Regions from separate parts of the Mus musculus genome. Here region 2 is linked to region 1. The links are chromatin contacts, called in public promoter capture Hi-C maps. All regions are on one chromosome and are shown on one strand. The core of a region is the stretch at or near the end of the contact, and the rest is flanking DNA. Distances in the headings are between cores, read along the strand shown. Region 1 holds the start of 4930524O05Rik (RIKEN cDNA 4930524O05 gene). Region 2 holds the start of Zp1 (zona pellucida glycoprotein 1).

What was found. Capture Hi-C pulls out chosen DNA fragments and counts their contacts.
Region 2: a promoter capture Hi-C map of adipose tissue shows a contact between it and region 1. A contact is called at or near these places in 17 of 39 promoter capture datasets (the 3T3-L1 cell line, 3T3-L1-derived adipocytes, the C10 cell line and 10 more), 2 of 484 Hi-C or Micro-C datasets (bone marrow-derived macrophages and embryonic stem cells), 6 of 130 datasets of targeted methods (embryonic forebrain, embryonic hindbrain, embryonic stem cells and 3 more) and 5 of 9 other capture datasets (adipose tissue, embryonic stem cells, liver and 2 more).

Annotation. Positions count from the first base shown.
Region 1 is chr19:10,646,114-10,652,038 of GRCm38.p6, forward strand. 4930524O05Rik (RIKEN cDNA 4930524O05 gene) reads right to left here and starts at 1,940. Exons shown (of 3, transcript NR_045316.1): 1 at 1,823-1,940; 2 at 721-932. Vwce (von Willebrand factor C and EGF domains) reads left to right here. Exons shown (of 20, transcript NM_027913.2): 8 at 421-839; 9 at 919-1,012; 10 at 2,313-2,395; 11 at 4,448-4,535.
Region 2 is chr19:10,918,225-10,924,000 of GRCm38.p6, forward strand. Zp1 (zona pellucida glycoprotein 1) reads right to left here and starts at 2,377. Exons shown (of 12, transcript NM_009580.2): 1 at 2,180-2,377; 2 at 1,156-1,277; 3 at 478-841; 4 at 245-388. The coding sequence starts at 2,351.

The DNA of each region.
Region 1 (5,925 bases), core at 690-3,189:
CAGTGCCACTGCAGGGAACCCTCCGCTGAGCCCTCATCCTGAGCCCTAGCTCCACTGCAGGGAAGCCATAGCTAGATGGGAAGCAGGGGACGCAATGAAACCCCAGCCCAGAGCAGTTGGGGAGAGTTGTTTCCAGGATGGACCCTGAAGGCCTTCCAGCCTCAGGAAAACTTGTGTTCCCTTATAGCTGTTAAGGAAGGAAGGGCAGCTGAGTCTTGGGCTGCCGGACCTCCTTGTTACTGGTTTAGGATCTTTTCTTGCCCATTAGTGTTTTCCCAGCCTTCTTCCCTTGTGGCTGTCGCTGTGGCCTCAGTAGGTCACAGCCTGTTACTTTATGTGGCTGAGGACCTGTTTAGGCCTCTCGAACCCCACTTCCTGCCCCTGCTGCCTTCCTTAGGAGACCCTGTGCTTCCATTTCAGCTTTCCCGAAGGCCGTTCTGGCCCCATCTGCCATCCTGCAGCCCCGACAGCATCCTGCTAAGATGTCCCTGCTCCTCCCTGAGGCAGGCCGGCCTGCCCTGTCCCCAGGACACAGCCCTCCTCCAGGGGCCCCAGGATACCCCACTGGAGTTAGAACAATCAGTCAGCCATCTACCACCCAGGTCCTACCCACATTCTTTCCCACACAGTTGATATCCACTCCAGTGCCAAGTTCCTCCCCACTGGGGACCCTTGGACCCCCCTCACTCCTCCAGGGGGCTGTAGGGACCCCTTCCTCACCTAGGGGTCCTGAAAGCCCAAAGCTGGGAGCAGGGTCCTCTTCCTGTTGGCACCTGGGAGCCACGTATGAATCAGGCAGCCGCTGGAACCAGCCCGGATGTTCTCAGTGCTTGTGCCAGGTAGGTGTGAAGTCCCCAGGCTGCCTTGGGGGAGTGTCTAGGTTCTGCCCACCACTGCAACTCCTGTTTGTGCATTCAGGATGGAGAGGTGACCTGTGGAGGAGTAAGGTGTGACGCTACCTGTTCCCACCCAGTTCCCCCGAGAGATGGGGGGTGCTGCCCCTCTTGCACTGGTAAGAGCTCTTTCTTCCTCTAGCCTTTTGCAGCCCAGGGGCTATTTATTATTCAACTTCTCCTGCAATCAGTTCTTGGTGTCACCTGGAAATCTGACTTGGAGGTTCATGGGTGGGGCCTGAGAACATACAACACTACACTGCTGCTGCTGATCTGGAATCTCACTTTGAGAACCATTTGTCTATGCTGAAGAGCTCTTCAAGGAAAACCTTCTAGCAGGCTGCTCTTCTTGGCCCATCCTGCCTGCCTGCCTTCTTTCCTTCCTTCTTCCTCCTCCCCTTCCTCCTTCCTTCCATTCATTCTTTCCTCCTTCCTTTTCTCCCTCCCTCCTCCCTCCCTCCTTTGTTCCTCTTCTATTCATCCTTCCCTCCCTCCTTCCTCCTTTCCTTTCCTTTCCTTTCCTTTCCTTTCCTTTCCTTTCCTTTCCTTTCCTTTCCTTTCCTTTCCTTTCCTTTCCTTTCCTTTCCTTTCCTTTCCTTCCTTCCTTCCTTCCTTCCTTCCTTCCTTTCAGTGCACATGCATTCTGTTGACTTCCTTCCCCAGTCCTACCTACCCTACATTGCTGGAGGACAATCATTTCACTTTCCTCCCATAGGCTGGGGCTGGGGCTATGGGCCTGGGGCTGGGGCTGGGGCTGGGGCTGGGGCTGGGGCTGGGGCTGGGGCTGGGGCTGGGGCTGGGGCTGGGGCTGGGGCTGGGGCTGGGGCTTGCCTACTATGTGTGAGGGAAGTCCTAATTCAATCTGCAGCACCATAAAACCAAAAATCTTTCCAGGGTCTGCCGAGGCAGTGCCTACATTGCTGTCTTACATTTCCGTTTTCTACCATGTTCCACCTATGTATGGGGCCCTGAAGGAAAGAGCTGAGTTCTCTTTATAACCGAGATTTTGGATCCTTTCAGGTCTCCTGCTGGCTACATAGTGATATTTCCCTATTATGGTGAGAATAGCTGAGTCACAGAGAGGCATCGTGACGTGGGCAGGGCTACTTGGGTAAACGGAGCTAGAACTCTAGGTTCGGAACATAGCGTCTCCTGTGTGGTGGGAACGAAATGCCCCTTTCTCAGGACACACTTCAAGGCACACCCTCACAGCCACTGTAGCTACTCTTGCATCTGTCTCCTGTGCTGTTTCCCAGCAGTCCTAGGACCACCCAGTTCAAGGGACCTATGTCTGCCACTGCTGGCACATCCAGGGTGGTGAGAGAATGTTCCAGAAGTATTACGCCTCAAAGAGAAGAGACCTGGTTTCCTGTCCTTTGAGGAGGCTGACGTTCCCCACCTCCTGTTTGTCTTTCAAAGGCTGCTTTCACAGTGGCGCTATCCGAGCCGAAGGGGATGTGTTTTCACCTCCTGAGGAGAACTGTACTGTGTGTGTCTGTCTGGTAAGCAACCCGGGATTCACCACCGCATGTTGTCTTAACCTTTGGGGGTTGTCAAGGAGGGGAACAGACTGGATGTTGAAGATGAACTTCTCCTTGGAAGGGAGCTTGATGCAAGGCTTTGAATCTAAAACTATTGAGTTTGAGAAGGTCATTGGAAGCATCCAAGCTCTGGCCAATGGCTGTGGAGGGTATCTGCTGTGCATGCGAGAGCCAGGGCAGAACAGGGTCCATCTATTTGGGAAGGGAAGGGTAGAACTCTCTCAGGAACTTCCCCAAGGAGCCTGCTTTCTCCAGGCAAAATATTTATTACCACAACAAAGGTGTCCACATCTGGGTGAGAGCAACCTCATTAAGCCCTGGGCTTCTTGAGTATTTTTGCTTCTGGCATGATTACACTCCTCGGAGAGTAATCATGTGTCAGATGCTGCCTGTGTGAATTTAATTCTGGGCACCCACTGGGTGTCAGGCACAGATTTGATGCCCTTCCCCTGTTTCTTAACCAGAGGCTCCCAGAAAATGCAGGGTGGGTCCTGGATCTGTAGATTCAAAGATGGAGGCTGGAAGCTGGTGGAGCTGGGGTTTGAACAGTGGTCTGTTCCAGGCTTTGTCTACCAACCGTTGCTGCCATGCTCTGGCTACCTTTAAACACAGCTCCAGAGCTGGCCACAATTGCTGATGGGGTGGTGTGTGATCAGAGACGCAGAGAATGCCAGTAGCATTCATCTAGCTCTTCCTGTATGTTAAGCATGAGGAGGAGAGGAATTTGTGTGCATTCTTCCAATTTTATGTGGTAAGACAGGCACTGATTCCACCCATGTTAGAAGATCCTGGAGATGTGATGTCCCTTTGCCGAAAGTCTTGTTAGGAGATGCATAGATAGTGGAACTCAGGTCTAGATGGTTCCAATGGTGGACACTTTTTAAATTTTAACTTAAAAATTACTTGTAAAGGTGTATTGTATACTGGGTATGGTGCCACATGTCTCTAATCTCAGCACTTGGAAGACAAGCAAGCATATCTCTTGAGTTTGAGGCCATCCTGGTCTACATGTTGAGTTCCAGGACAGGACAGGTAGGGCTACATAGTTAGACTCTTTCTCAAAAAAAAAAAGTACTTTATTATTTTGACATTTTAGTTATTTATTTTAAAAAGATTTATTGATATGTTTTTATTTGTATGGGTGTTTTGCTCACATGTGTGTCTATGCACTACTTATGTGCCTGGTGCCCTCAGAGGCCAGACAACAGTGTTAAATACCCTGGAACTGGAGTTACAGATGGCTGTGAGGTACACTGTGGGAGCTGGGGACTGAACCTGATTCTCCTACAGGAGCAAGAAGTGTTCTCCACTGCTGAGCCATTTCCCCAACTAACATATATGTGTATGTGTATGTAGAGGTGCTCCAAGAGGACCTTCCTCCTGTCCTCCCTCCTCTTTTCCCTTCTCCCTCTCTTCTCCTTCTCCCCCTCATCTCTCCCTCTCTCTTTAAGATCTTTTTATTTTATTTATGAGTGCACTGTCACTGTCTTCAGACAAACCAGAAGAGGGCATCAGATCCCATTACAGATGGTTGCGAGCCACCATGTGGTTGCTGGGAATTGACCTCAAGACCTCTGGAAGAGCAGTCAGTGCTCTTAACCCCTGAGCCATCTCTCCAGCACTGGTATCAGATCTCTTAGAGCTAGAGTTACAGGCTATTGTGAGCTGCCTGATGTGGGTGCTGGGAACCAAACTCCTGTCTCTTCTAGGAGTAGAAAGGGGTTTTAACCACAGATTCATCTCTCCAGCTTCTTTCTATCTATCTATCTATCTATCTATCTATCTATCTATCTATCTATCTATCTATCTATCTATCTATCTATCTATCTATCTTTTGTGAATAAAGTCTTATTAGGTAGCCCTGTCTGGCCTGAAACTTGCAATGTAGAGCAGGCTAGCCTCAAGCTCACAGAAATCTGCCTGTCTCTGCCTCCTACATGCTGGGATTAAAGGCATGGTTGGCAGTGAACCTGGTCCCACGCTTGTCCCCATCACCATCTTTTGCCTCCTCAGGCTGGAAATGTTTCTTGTATCTCTCCCGAGTGTCCCCCTGGTCCCTGCAAGGCTTCCCCACAGTCAGATTGCTGTACTTGTGTTCCAGGTAGGTGACACTTGGGGAATTTTGTTTTTTGGGGTATGAGGGAGAAGTGCCTCTGGAGTGTGTATTGAGGCAGGAGAGGGGCGACCTCCTCCTGCCTTAGAGAGGTGGTAGATCTCAGCTACTCATGTTTAGAGTCTCCTCTGTGCACCTCGGCCACACTGTGCTCATGGCTTGGCCTTCCGCTGTCCCTGCCTCTAGAGCACATCTTGAGTGTAGGCAGAGGGGCTGTGGGCTCAGTCCTGACATTGATCTGCCCCTGATCGTGGAGGAATCTCTTTCAACCGACAGAGACATAAGAACATGGCATCCTATGACTGTTCGGATCTCAGGCCTTTCTGCTAACCAGAGCAACCAGGCCCCACAGGGATTGCAGGGTGGAAGTAGCCAGACCCCTGACTATTAGCACAGCTACTCACTAACTAAGTCTGCTGCCCCGTGGGGTGGGACATCCTCCCTTCCCTCAGAATGGACACAATCTTCTTTTCTGAAGAATGGAAGCCTCTCTTTGTCTCTCTTTGGAACTCTGCTCCCCAGGGCCTGCCTGTTTGCCTATAGCGTTCATAACTCCCCTAACAAAGCTCTCACTTGCAGGACAACTTGTCTTAACCCCCCCCCCCCCACACACACACACACACCTGGAAGGACAACTTCTCTTAACATCTCCAATCTCATTGACTTTCTTCCTTCCTGTTTCCAAGTTAAGTCTAATGGTGACCTCATCAGCGGGAGGGGATGTTCTTCACCAGCATGTGTCCCTTACTGTTTGGGGCAGCTGGCACCTTGAGGGAAATCTGCTCACTGCTGCCTTTTGATGAAAAGACAGATTCAGAGAAGTTAAGTCGTTGCCTAGAGACACACAGCAGCTAGGGATGGGGCCAAACTCGAACTCAAATTTGCCTGATTTCAAAGCAGGCAGTGAGATGGCTTGGCTGGTAAAAGTACCTAACAACCTGGGTTTGATCCCTGGACCTGTATGGTAGGAGGGAACTGACTTCTGCAAGTTGACCTCTTATCTCCACAGCATGCCCCTCCCCCAACAAATGAATTTTAAACTTTTCTCCCCCAGTACTAGAGATTGAACTCAAGGATCTGTGCACTCTAGGCGAGTACTTGACCACGGAGCTACATCCCCAGCCCATTTTTTACTTCTTCTTTTGAGACAAGGTCTCATTAAGCTGCCCAAGCTGGCCTAGGACTTCCTTTATAGCCTAATTAGGCCCCAAGCTTCTCGTCTCTAGGAATACAGACTAACTTGAGACATTACATTCTTTTTTTTTTTTTTTCCTTTCTTGTTAGTTTTTCCAGACAGGATTTCTCCATGTAGGCTTGGCTGTCCTAGAATTTGCTCTGTAAGCCAGGCTGACCTTGAACTCATAGAGATCTTCCTGCT
Region 2 (5,776 bases), core at 1,127-3,626, 270 kb after region 1:
TGTTGGCCTAAGCAAATGCCCTAGGAGCTGACAGAACAGAGGGTTGAATGCTACAGAGTGAGGTCAGGGTCTGTAAGAAGGGGAGGGACCCAGCAGCCCCCGGGGCAGGCACTCTTCCTATCTGAGGACGGTGGCATCTTCTTGGGAACTGGGTTCTCTTAGGCTGCATACAAGGCAGTTCAGCTAGATAGAAGGGAGACTTCCCCTGCTATGCCAAGGGCGTGCTTGGGATAAGAGGTTATACCTGTGTTGCCATAGTAACAGGGCTCTTCTTTGGTACTGTCATAGCAGCAGCCAGCCTGCTGACAGGTTTCCTTGGAACTTCCATTTACCATGCATGGGATGTGCCCGGAGGCTACCTGGCACCGCTCCTGGGGCAGATGGGTACCTAGGGTTGGTGACAGAGCAGTGAGGAAATGACTGTTTAGAGCTCAAAGGTCCCAAGACACAGACTGTACACAGAGAAGGCCCACATACCTACAGAATCCAGCTCAGTCAATTCCCAGGGCTCCAGCGTGCCCCATTGGGAGTGAGGTACAGTGGATCCAGCAGGTCCAGGTCCTAGGGATGGCGGAGCAGGAGTTGGATGGATGAAGCTCTGTTCTGGGTACAACGTAGTGAGACCAGTGTGGCCAGACCCAGCCAAGGTGTGGTCAGGGATGGGGTGAAGGGCAAAAGCATGAGGTGTAAAAGGCTCAGGTGTGGTGGGTGGAGCCAGGTAGGGGTCCGGAGTCACGGTGTGGTCTGGTTTGGGACAGATCAGTGTGACATCTTGTGCTATATCCACACGGCCATTGGGTAGGACGGCTTGTATGAACACCCTCAGGTGGAACCGCCCATCCTGCAGATGAGAGAGCCATAGAGAGCAGCTGAGTGTGGCCACCTGACACTTCAGGTGAGCGTGAGGGCTGGGCTGGAGGCCAGAGCATGGTGCCTGGCTGTTGACTACACCCAGTCCTGGAGTGGTTGCCACCCAGGCTGGCTGCTGTTAATGGAAACTGAGCATCCCTGGTGGAGAGGGAGCCGATTTGTGGCGTATCTCAGGATCTAACCCGTCACCTACCCACTCCCCACCCCTCATAGGCTCTATTCTTTTCTGGTCATAAGGGGCAGTTAGGACAATCTCCCTCTGTCCTCACATGTGACTCTCCTTACCTTCTCTAGAACGTGGCAGCCTTTGTAATCAGCTGAGAATACTGTGTGCTCCTGGGCCTCACTGGTCACCCAGTGGTAGCAGATAGAGCAGTTATTCACCTCAAACCGGTTCCCAAATTCATCTGGGTAGGGGGAGGAGATTGGGGAGGGAGTCTCAGGTGCTGGAGGGCAAAGGGCTGCTGGGAACCTCTGAAAAGCTCTTGAGGCGGGCTTGTTTCAAGACCTAGTTTTTCTTGCTAGCTCAGCTGTGTGGCCTTAGACAAGTGTCTTTCCCTTTCTGGTTTTGGTTTTCACTTCTGTCGTTGGCTCTTGGTAGCTGGGATAAGGGAGTGTTCACAGGGTGTCAGACACAGACTGAACACCTTATAGCCTAAGTTTAGTTAACCACGTACCTTGGCTGAGGCATCTAGGAATCCCAAGGACTCAGACCAACACAATAGGAGTGAAATGAGGGCAGAGTGAAAGAAGGAAGCTTATTTGTCATCTTAACTGTCTCATTTGGGGACACCTGCTCACTTGCATTGTTATTTCAGAACAGCAAACACCGAACCCCTACCCCACCCCATCCTACCTCACCCCGGGCTGCCCTCACCCTTCTTTTTCCATGCACAGGGCAAGTGTGTGTGTGGGAAGGGGGTCATCTTTCTCACCTCGCAGATGCTGCTCTGAAAGTGAGATTCAAATCATCACACAGAACCCCCCCCCCCACACACACACCTATTCTCTACATTAAATCACACCCCCAAGGGTGTTTTGTGGGCCCGAAGCTTGCAGCTGGAAGTTGAGAGCCCAGCATTTGGAGTCAGGGCCTGTCTTTCCTACAGGTGATTGTTGTGCACAGGGCACAGGAGAGTCCTGTCTCTGTGTGGTGATGGGCAAGAGGCTGGTTCTTGCAGCCCTCTTGAGTGACTGGCCTCTTCTCCTCCAGCGCCTGCCCCCGGGAAGAGGTGCAGCTCCCTCCTTGCAGCAGGCTGGGCTTGGGACTAGGCATGGGAAATTGGGAAGGGTGTCTGCCAGCACTCACCCAGCACCTTGAATTGGACAGTCTGGTTTGGCCTAGGGAACACCAGCAGCTGCATGCCCCGTACCCCACAGTCATAGCTGTATTCAAAGCCAGGCTCGAGATGCAGGCGCTGACCCAATCTCAGGGGAGCTGCCGCCAGCAGAAGCAGGACCACAAAACAACCCCAGGCCATGATGGAGGTCCCTGTCTGTCAGCACAGACACCCACAACAGTCTCTATGATTTCCCCATCATCCTACTTGGGGGGCCAAATCTTTATATGCATCAGGCAGGAAGTGGTAGCCTCTAGGGGCAAAGGAGATCCACCTGGGGGAGCAGCTGCTTAGCCTACAAGGGGCTATGGAGAAACTCCTTCCCCTGAGGCAGGAGAAGGCACGTTCCATCCTGGGTCTATCAAGGATCTTTAGAAAGCTGCTCCTGACCCCTCACCAATTTTCTGTGGCAGCTGGGACTACCCAGGGATTTCTAGCAAAGAGGCTGCAGGAAGGCTATAGGACAGCAGTCATTCCTGAATGCTTCAGTCCACTGACTGGGTGCTTCCCAGTCTCACATGGGTGTGGGAACTTTCTGCCCAGGTATCCTTCTTCCAGGGTTTCCTTCTACCTGTCAGGACCCTGGAAACTGAATACAAGGTTACTCCCTGCCCCCACTCAAGCCCAGCTCCTGGCAGAGCTGGCAGAATGAGGGTGGTGGGTGGTAAGCAATCAGAGACTGGTGGTAGCGCCTCTCAGTGTTCTCATAGTTAATCCTTGGCGATCACATCCTCTGCTAGAAAACACAAAATCCCAGATGCACGAATGTCTGAAATATTCTGAGCACCAATATGATGGCAAAAGTGGAAGTCTGTTCTTGACCTTGTGATGAGTCACACATTACACACATGATACAGCACAAATCAAAATCCAGTTGCTGGGTCCACATGGTGGTACATGCCTGCAATCCCAGCACATGGGAGGCTGAGACATGAGGATCATAAGTTTGAAGGCAGCCTGGGCTACAGAGGGAGAGAGAGAGAGAGAGAGAGTGAGAGAGAGAGGGGGAGAGAGAGAGAGGGAGAGAGAGAGAGAGAGGGAGAGAGAGAGAGAGCAAGAGAGCAAGAGAGAGGGAGAGAGAAAGAGAGGGAGAGAGAGAGCAAGAGAGCAAGAGAGAGGGAGAGAGAGAGAGGGAGAGAGAAAGAGAGGGAGAGAGAGAGAGAGAGAGAGAGAGAGGAGAGAGTGCTTGTTATGTAAGTATGATGATCTGAGTTCAAATTCCCAGCATCCATGTAAACAGCCAGGTGTTTGTAACACCATGACTCTTGGGATCAGAGATAAAAGGATTACTGGGGCTTTCTGGCTGCTAGCCTAGCTCCAGATTCACTGAGAGATCCCGTCCCAAAGGAATCAGGCGCAGTAATGAACAGGTGTGCTGGTTCATTTTTTGCCAGCTTGACATAAGTTAGAGTCATCTGGGAGAAGAAACCTCAGTTGACCTGTAGAAATCAGATTGACCTGTAGGGGAGTCTTCTTGATTGGTGATTGACCCAGGAGGGCCTAGGCCCTGTGGGTGGTGCTACGCATGGGCAGGTGGTCCTGGTTTGTACAAAAAAGTAAGCTGAGCGAGTCACGAGGAGCAAGCTAGTAAGCAGCATTCCTCCGTGGTTTCCTCCTGTCCTGACTCCCCCCAGTGATGCACTATTTGTTACCTGTAAATATAAAATGAAATTAATCTTTTCTTCCCCAGTTTGCTTTTGGTCATGCTGTTTATCACAGTATTGGAAAACAAACTAAGGCAGTGGGGTACCAGACATCCTGCTCTGGCCTCTCCTCATGCATGGGTGCTCACAGAACACACATGCACACACAAATATAAAACACCTTTAGTCCCAAGCATTTTTGATAAGCAGTGCTTAAGCATAATAAATGAAATAATATAAAATAAGAATAGATAATGGAATAAACATGGCATCCTAGATAGATACCGGGAAAGCTTAGGAGATGTATCTACCAGGTTATTGACAGCGAAACATGCCTGAGACTATTAGAAGGCATTAGCTACGGGGAAAGTGGTGAAGGGGGTGCCAATCACCTAATGTCTTCTTGGTTTTCTGTTCAGCAATTGTAAGAGATAACATCTATGAACACACAAGAATGGACCAAGCCTGTGCCAGCTCCTCATTTCCCCCATCCTCAGAGGGAAGCTATTATCCTCCCTTCCAGGTACTAATTCTCCCACAGCCCAGCGAGTCTGAGCTCAGCGAAGCCTGGTAACATGGGCCTGGTAACCTGTGGTTCTCTTGTACTTCAGAGAGCATGTAGTTACATGCTGACTGCAGACTAGCTGCTATGGCTTCCCACTTGTGACCTGGCTGCGCCATTCCGCCCCCCCCCGCCCCCCCCCCCCCCCGCCCCCAAGCCTCAGGTTTCTCCTTTGAAAACTAGAGTTGAAAAGTTGTGCTTATCTGGCAGGGTGAGCAAGAAGATTGAAAGAGACCCATAATGGGTGTGCTGAATTGTATGTGGCACTGACTTAATTCATGGCACTGGTGGCTGTTTGAGCAGAGTAAGGAGAGGTACCCACCTGGAGTGGGATGGGGTAGGATGGAGCTCCTGGAAGTATTTCGGAAGGAAAGTTGACTTCAAGAATAGGGTCTTGGACAGAAGAGATGGCTCTGTGGTTGAGAGCACTTGTTACTCTTGCAGAAGACCTGGGTTTAGTTCCCAGGACCCACATGGTGCACAGCCATCCAAAACTCCAATTCCAGTGGATCCAAAAATCTTTTCTGAACTCCATGAGTACCAAGCATGTTTGCAGTACACATGCATAGATGTAGGCAAAACACTCATACACATTAAACAAACAAACAAACAAACAAATCTTAAAATTGTCTTAAGGAAAAAGAAACATTCCAAGTTAGAAAAGAAGAGTGGGCCGGGCGTGGTGGCGCACGCCTTTAATCCCAGCACTTGGGAGGCAGAGGCAGGCGGATTTCTGAGTTCGAGGCCAGCCTGGTCTACAGAGTGAGTTCCAGGCCAGCCAGGGCTACACGGAGAAACCCTGTCTCGAAAAAGACAAAAAACAAAAACAAAAACAAACAAAAAAAAAAAAAGTAAAAAAGAAGAGAAGAGTGGGGCCTTAGGGCTGGAGAGGCAGCGCAGTTGAGTGCTTGATTAGCATGCATTAGCCCCGATCCAGTCCCCAGCGCCATATACACTGGAGGTGGTGACTGTGACCTCAACACTCTTTTGAAGGTGGAAGCAGGAGGATCAGGATTTCAAGGTCATCTTGTAATATAGCAAGTTTGAGGCCAGCCTGGGTTATGTAATACTCTGTGTTCAAACAACAACAACTGAACAATAACAACAACTAAACAAACCACACAACACAACAATACACCTTAAGGGCTTGGTAGAGAAAGGTGGGGATGGGGAGAAGATGAAGAGGAAAAGCTGCCAGGATGTGGGTTCTTCTACAGGAATGATGCTTTATTTTACTGTTGTGGTACTAGGCAAACACTGCCACTGAGCTGTATCCTCAGCCTTAAACTGGTCTCTTTAAAATGATATAAGGCAGCCAGGCAGTCATGGCGCAGGCCTTTAACTCTATGAGCTCTGGGACA